2 separate regions of the Sus scrofa genome follow, and region 2 is linked to region 1. Evidence: chromatin contacts called from public HiChIP or PLAC-seq data. All regions are on one chromosome and are shown on one strand. Each heading gives the region's core, a stretch centred on a gene start, on an enhancer-like site or on the middle of the called end of the contact. The rest is flanking DNA. Distances are from core to core; before and after follow the strand shown. Region 1 holds the start of NDUFB2 (NADH:ubiquinone oxidoreductase subunit B2). Region 2 holds the start of BRAF (serine/threonine-protein kinase B-raf).

Region 1 (3,358 bases), core at 399-2,898:
TGTGTGTCCTTGGAATCATCCCAGCATTGTTCTTTACTGGGAGCAAGGCAGGCAGCTTTATAACATGGGCAGTGGCTCCCTTAGGAAGGATGGACTCCATATTTTAATAGTTTGTGTATGTCACTAAGAGGGGTAAGTGGGGAATGGTAGCCCAGAGAAAGCTATATTATTGCCTATCAACTGGAAAGCCAACTTGCACCCAGAAAATAAATTCTTTCTTACAATTTTATACCCAGAAGTTAGGAGGGCAGAAGGGGGAAGAGTGGGGGTGGTGCCAGAGCCCTAAAAGGTCAGAGGGTCAATCAATAGGCTGTTCAGAAGGGCATAACCTAATCATAGCTTTATGTAAGTCTCTCCAGGGCAAGAGGTTTTCAGTTACAGGGCACATAGGGGCTCATATCTTGCCACAGGAGTGTCAGTTACACTCAATGCACTCAAGTCCCTAAATTCAGGTCTACATTTCTCTCCATAAGTTACCTACTTTTTATGCTTATCATTCAAGGTGAAGTCTTCAGTGCTTGTCAAGCGATCCATTTCAAATGGCAATCTCCAAGGCTTGAGGCTGGAAGGCTGTTTATAATCTAACCAAATCTAGAAGTTTTAATTTGGGGGTGGGGGAGGGGAGTCTAGAGAAGCTTGGAGTTTATTAAGAGACAAAAGCAACGAATCCACGTATGGCTCAGGATAAAGGCATGAGGAGCACTGTATAAACTGGGGACCTGCACTGTATAAACTGTGGGAGTACCATTTGGGAACCACTGGCTGCATAACAACAATACAGCAATGAAGCCTTTAAAGAAATAATTTTGTGGGAGTTCCCATCGTGGGTCAGTGGTTAAGGAATCCGACTAAGAACCATGAGGTTGCGGGTTCGGTCCCTGCCCTTGCTCAGTGGGTTAACGATCCGGCGTTGCCGTGAGCTGTGGTGTAGGTTGCAGACGCGGCTCGGATCCCAAGTTGCTGTGGCTCTGGTGCAGGCCGGTGGCTACAGCTCCGATTAGATCCCTAGGCTGGGAACCTCCATATGCCGCGGAAGCGGCCCAAGAAATGGCAAAAAGACAAAAAATAAAAATAAAGAAATCATTGTGAGCCTTTGCAGAAGAGAAGACTAGAAGGATTAGCTTTGGGAAGGACACACGGTTCAGAAAAGATTTGCAGCCTCAGAGCGTCTGGAAGCGTAGTTAATTCAGGAAGAGCTGACAGGGCGCGGGTGGCGCGGGTGTCCAGATGGTGGGGTAACGGGTGGTGGGGTAACGCTGTCCAGATCAGCACAGTGAGCTGTGACCCGGTCACGAGTTTCTTAGCCCACACGAAACAAAGGGGTTCCAGAAGCCAAGCGCCAAGGCGCTGCGCGCCTATCCGGGGGCGAAGCGCGTGGCTCCATCCAGCCCAGCTCACCCGGGCCGTCTACACCACTCGTCTATCAGAAGCGCCTCTGGACCCTCAAGCCGGGGGCCTCCTGGCGTATGCTCTCGCGCCAGGAGAAAAACCAGGACACCGATGTGGGGCGGGACCTACAGCTTCCCCACCCGCCCCGGTACGTCACGCTCCAGGCGTTGCGCGAGGAGGTGCAGTGACGTAACTGGGCGGGGCGCCAAGGGGAAGTGACGTAAGGAGGGGGGTGAGGCCAGGGTCAGTCGTCCGGACGCTAGCTGGCATGTCTCCTCTGCAGCGGCTGGCGCCTTTCACGCGCGTTGGAGGCCGTTTCCTCAGAGGCCGTGGCGCGGGGGTAGCTGGAGGCGGTGGAGTCCGTCAGTGAGTACTCGGTGGGGGTTGGGGACTTAGCTTGTCTCTAACAGAAAGCACCAGTCTTAGGGACGCCCTCACCTTGACGCCTAGCGCCGGTGGCAGCTCCGAGTCTACAGCGACTTCCGCCCTGAGGCCTGCTGGGACGTGTAGTCTGACCGCTCGCGAAGCGGGGGCTTGGGACAGCGGGGCTCGTGGGGACGGGGAAGCGCAGCTCGCGGGGCCAATTGAAGTCTGTATCGGGCCCTCCTGGCCCCGGGGGGAGCCTGCCCCTGAGAAATTGACAGTCGAATGTGGACGCAGCAAAAGCTCTTCTGGAAGCGAGAGCAGGAGTTGGGGAGGCGAGGGCGTGCTTTGCAGTTGGAAGCGTCAAGTGAGGCTGGAGAGTTTGGACGTGGTGAGGGAATGGTAGAAGGTCCTGATGCCTGGCTGAGGGATTTCGAACAGAGGCGATGTCGGTCATTGATAGGTTTTAATCAGATGTCACGTGGCCAGATTTTAATTTTGAAAAATTACTGTGGTTGCGGAGTGGAGAGTTAAGTTCTCTAAGGTGGGGGCGTGGAGGCGGTCTCCCACAAAGAGTTTTTGCCCACAGCCTATAGTTTAGAGTTCCCCTTTGCAACACGAGAATTTAAGAGAGGAGCAAAAGCAGTCACCCGTGAGGTAGCTAAAGAGGCCGATTGGAGGAGTTCCCATTGTGGCTCAGCGGAAATGAACCTGACTAGTATCCATGAGGACACAGGTGTTTAGATCCCTGGACTCGCTCAGTGGGTTAAAAATCCGGCGTTTTGGTGAGCTGTGGCGTAGGTTGCAGTCACGACTGGGATCTGGCGTGGCTGTGGCTGTGGCATAGGTTGGCAGCTGCAGCTCGGATTTGACCCCTAGCCTAGGAAGTTTCATGATCTCTTAATAACTCAGGTTTCTCAACCATGTAATGGGGATAATAGTGTTGACTTACAGAGAACTAAATGAATAACAAATCTCTAAAATGTTTGAAGACAGTTGCTGGTGCCCAGTAAGGACATTACAAGTATTGTTTAGCTGTTATTAATAATAATAGGGAACCTGAGACCCAGGAAAATTAAAAATTAAAATTAAAGGAGTGGCTTGCTTAAAGCCATATGTCTGTCCCATATGGAGCTGGGACAGGTGTAGAGTGGGAAGAAGGAAAAGCTATGTGTGACCTGAGCAAGGAGAGAGATGGAGAACCAGCAATAGCCCTGGGCTCCACATAGGAAGGCTAGTAGGTGTGCCTCTTCACTGAAGTCTCAAGTACTTCCATGACACACCTTATTTCACAGTGTGTGTAATAATTAAGTCAATAAGTATTTCTGGAGAATCTTCTAGATGTCAGTATCTTTTGTTGGTGCTGGGGATAGAGCAGAATACAAGAAAGATAATGGCGATAACATCCTGGAGAGAGAGGACACAAATGAGCAGAAAGGAACATGTTTCAGTACTATGCAGTGGCATGAATAAAGCAGGGGATTAATCCAGAGCATGTCTGGGGTGGTGGATGGGTTATTGTACCTAGGATGATGTGGGAATGCAGGCCTGAGAAGTTTGATTTGAACTAATGCTGGAGTGATGAGAGCTCAGCCGTGCAGAAATA
Region 2 (3,358 bases), core at 640-3,139, 190 kb after region 1:
TCATGAAGGCGGTATAAAAGGATGAAAAACAAATATTGCGAACAAAGTGATAATGAACAGGGCAAGCACACTGAATTTCCACAGTAAAGGTGATGAAGCAGGAAAAAGAACTGCACGGAAAGAGAAAGGAATGAGACATTATAAGAATTGGGAAACAAAATATAGATACTGTAGTAGGAAGGAAAGAACTTTGAGCAAAGTCAACAGAGTAAGTCATTATCTAATCAATAACTGTAAAGTACAGTTATTATACCATGTATTATCTCATTATTTGTGAAGTATAATAAAGGGTATTATTTTATGTAATACAATACCAACACAAATGTAATAAATTTTTGGTAATAAAAACCAAAATGTAAACCAAGTAATTTGACAAGGTGATAAGAGGTGAATAATGCAAAAGCAGGCTGAGAGAAGCAAGGGCTAAAGAGGAAAAAGCAAAAAAAAGGGGGGGGACAAAAAGGAGGACAACAGCAAGAATTCAAACGTATAAAACAGGTAGGAAGACACAAAGACGTGCGAATGCACAAATGGAAGACTAAAAAGTGGCAGGACTGCAAGTGAAACCTGATGGAATCTTGACAGCTTCAGGATTCAGAAAGTAAGTAGCTCCAAAGCGTCCAGAAGGATTTGTGACGGTAACAATAGATAACAAGTTAGGGAGCAGTGGGAAGACGTGGAAGGCCTCAAGAGGACCAGGGTAAGAGAAGTGCAAAAATGGTCTTAAGTAGAAGCTGAGGTTAGAAGGCAGGCCAGTCCAACTACTGGCAAAGGAGCCGGGTGGCAGATGGGAATGGGATGGGGGTTACCAGTCGGCGACAGAGCACTGACAAACATTAGGAACCGGGGAACAAGACCGGGGTGGAAAAAAGAACGGAAACAGTGGCATTTACGGTAGAAAAAGTAAAGACTAAATCAAAACCATCCGCTGGTTAAAACAGGTGAAGAGAAACCCCCCCTCCCCCGCCTCCACCACCACCACCACCACCAAGTAGAGAAGTGGAAGGGAGAGCAGCGGCCTGAAAAGGGAGACAGTCATGGAGAGCAGAGGGAATGATGAGCCCCATCATCACCATGACCAGGTAATAATTACACACGGCATGAACTCGGGCTAGGGGCCGGGCCCCGGCTACTAACCTACATCTTGCACCTGGAGGCCGCCACCAGCCTCCCCCGCCCCCCACCCCTAAAACGAAAACATCGAGGCGATGCGAGGCTGGCTACCTTCAGCCAGCCGTGACCTTCTCGGACCAGCCCTGAGTCTCGCCCCCTACTGATGGCCTCCTGCTCAACCACCGCTGCCCGAATCCCTCCGGCCCCAAGAGCGGGCCAGGGAAACCCCCCGGGCCATTGTGTGTGTTTACGTAGCGAGGAGCCGCGTGACGGAGAGGGACAGGAGGGGAATGCCCGTCTCCCACCCCGCAGAGCCCGGAGGAGAAGGTGGCTGAGGGCACCGTAGCCCCCGCCGCCACCTCTTTCCCCCAAATAAACACCAGCCGGGCGAGCCCCGAGTCGGGAGGGGTGCAGGGGGCGCCGGCACTCACCTCCTCGGGAATGGCAGGGTCCGCAGCCGAAGAGGCCGCGGCGCCGGCCTCGGGCTCCATGTCCCCGTTGAACAGAGCTTGGCCCTGCTCCGCGCCGCCGCCGCCGCCGCCGCCGCTCAGCGCCGCCATCTTATAACCGAGAGCCGGGCCCAAGCGACCGCTGCTGGGCGGGGAGGGGGCAGGGAGGCGGAGGGCGGGGGGAGGCGGAGGCGGAGGGCGGGGGGCGGCGGGGAGGGACGGCCCGGGCGGCGCCGGCGGCGGGTGGACGCCTGGGCCACCTCGGGAACCGGCCTGCGGCCCCCGGCGCAACCGAGCCTGAGGGGATTGGGGGAAGGACGCCAGGCAGGGGGCGGGGGCAGGGGGCGGAGACGACTGGAAGTCGCCGCGGCAACGGCGTCACCCGCGTGTCACGGTCGTGACGTCACGCGGGGTACGTGACGTGATGCTAGGAGCGCCCTCGCGCCGTTGCCCGGGAGGGTGCGTTCCAGTCAGCCCACCCTCCTGCTCCCACGTTTTCTCTGCTCCGCCGTTGCCATGGCTCCGATTAATTCCCTTCTCCGTCCTAAACCTGTTCTGTTCTGTAGGATTTACTAGAAGAGGAGGGCCGTGTTTTAGGAGAAGTTGAAATCCTAGAGAGAGGAAGACGGGAAGCCTATGCGACTTGTATTATTTCTATTACGGCGACTGTATCTTTGTCATGATAATAGGACTTGAAACCCCAAGGTTGAAACGGCCAAGCAGAATTTGATAGAAATATACTTAGGAAAGGCCACGTTATCAGAATGATGCTTGTATCTTTTAGGCAGAGGAACCTGACACATTAAAGGATTTGGCCTGTTAAAGTGAGTCTAAGTCGAAGTTTGTTTTTTTGTTTAGGAAAAGGTTGTTTTAGTGTATTTTTTGTTTACCAGATTCATACATTTAACAGATGTCAACGGAGCACTTTCCATGTGCTAGGGCCTGCACAAGGCTCGGAGCCTTCTAAATTTCAGAGGCATCCAGACTTTGATCATGAAAATCATTCAAAATATTTAAGTACTTTCCTGCAGTTCGTGAACAGAAAATAAGGCAAAGCATTCTCTATGCAAAACATGCCTGAAGACAAGAGAGAGTTAAATTACCTTTGAGAGGCCCAATTACAGAATGGAATTTGTTAAAGAAACCCAATTTATTTTTAAAAATGCATTTATTTGAAAGGAAAGGGAAATATGCAGGAGGAAAAAAAGAGAGAAATAGAAACAGTGGAAGTTACTGCGAACTCCTGATGATGTGCAGTTAATCACCAAGCAACCTCAACATCAAGTCATGAGAAGCTTTAAGTGCACTTCCCATGGGGAGAAGTCACCAGTGACTTCCCTCTTGTATTCACCATGATTCAAGAGATAGAAATCTGTCCTACTGACTTCTGAAACAGACTGTCTGTGTATGGATGAGCTCAGGAGCTGAGATAAGGAGTTTTGTGAGAGGTTATTCGATTAAACAGAATATTAATGTTTAAAAATCTACATTTAAAAATCCAAGATATAAACTATCGAAGGAGCCTTTGTTAGCTTTGTTGTACTTTCCCTTCCAAGTAGAAGTCTCCTTGAGGCACTGAATTTAAATCAAAACGTGGCTTGACAGGAGTTCCCAGGTGGCTCAGTGGTAATGAACCCGACTATTATCCATGAGGACTTGGGTTCCATCCCTGACTTCGCTCAGTGGGTTAAGGATTCGGTGTTGCCATGAACAGTGGTTTGTATCCTGTGTTGCTTAGGCTGTGGCGTAGGCCAGCAGCTGCAACTTGGATTTGACCCCTAGCTTGGAAACTTCCA

What was found. HiChIP or PLAC-seq counts read pairs in DNA pulled down with a chosen protein or histone mark.
Region 2: a contact with region 1 is called in an H3K27ac HiChIP or PLAC-seq map of alveolar macrophages. The contact joins the promoter of BRAF here to the promoter of NDUFB2 in region 1. A contact is called at or near these places in 1 of 5 promoter capture datasets (fetal liver) and 2 of 2 datasets of contacts at active chromatin or transcription factors (alveolar macrophages and skeletal muscle).

Annotation. Positions count from the first base shown.
Region 1 is chr18:9,148,803-9,152,160 of Sscrofa11.1, reverse strand. NDUFB2 (NADH:ubiquinone oxidoreductase subunit B2) reads left to right here and starts at 1,648. Exons shown (of 4, transcript NM_001244885.1): 1 at 1,648-1,755. The coding sequence starts at 1,658.
Region 2 is chr18:8,956,494-8,959,851 of Sscrofa11.1, reverse strand. It overlaps BRAF (serine/threonine-protein kinase B-raf), which reads right to left and starts at 1,889. Exons shown (of 19, transcript XM_021078584.1): 1 at 1,545-1,889. The coding sequence starts at 1,673.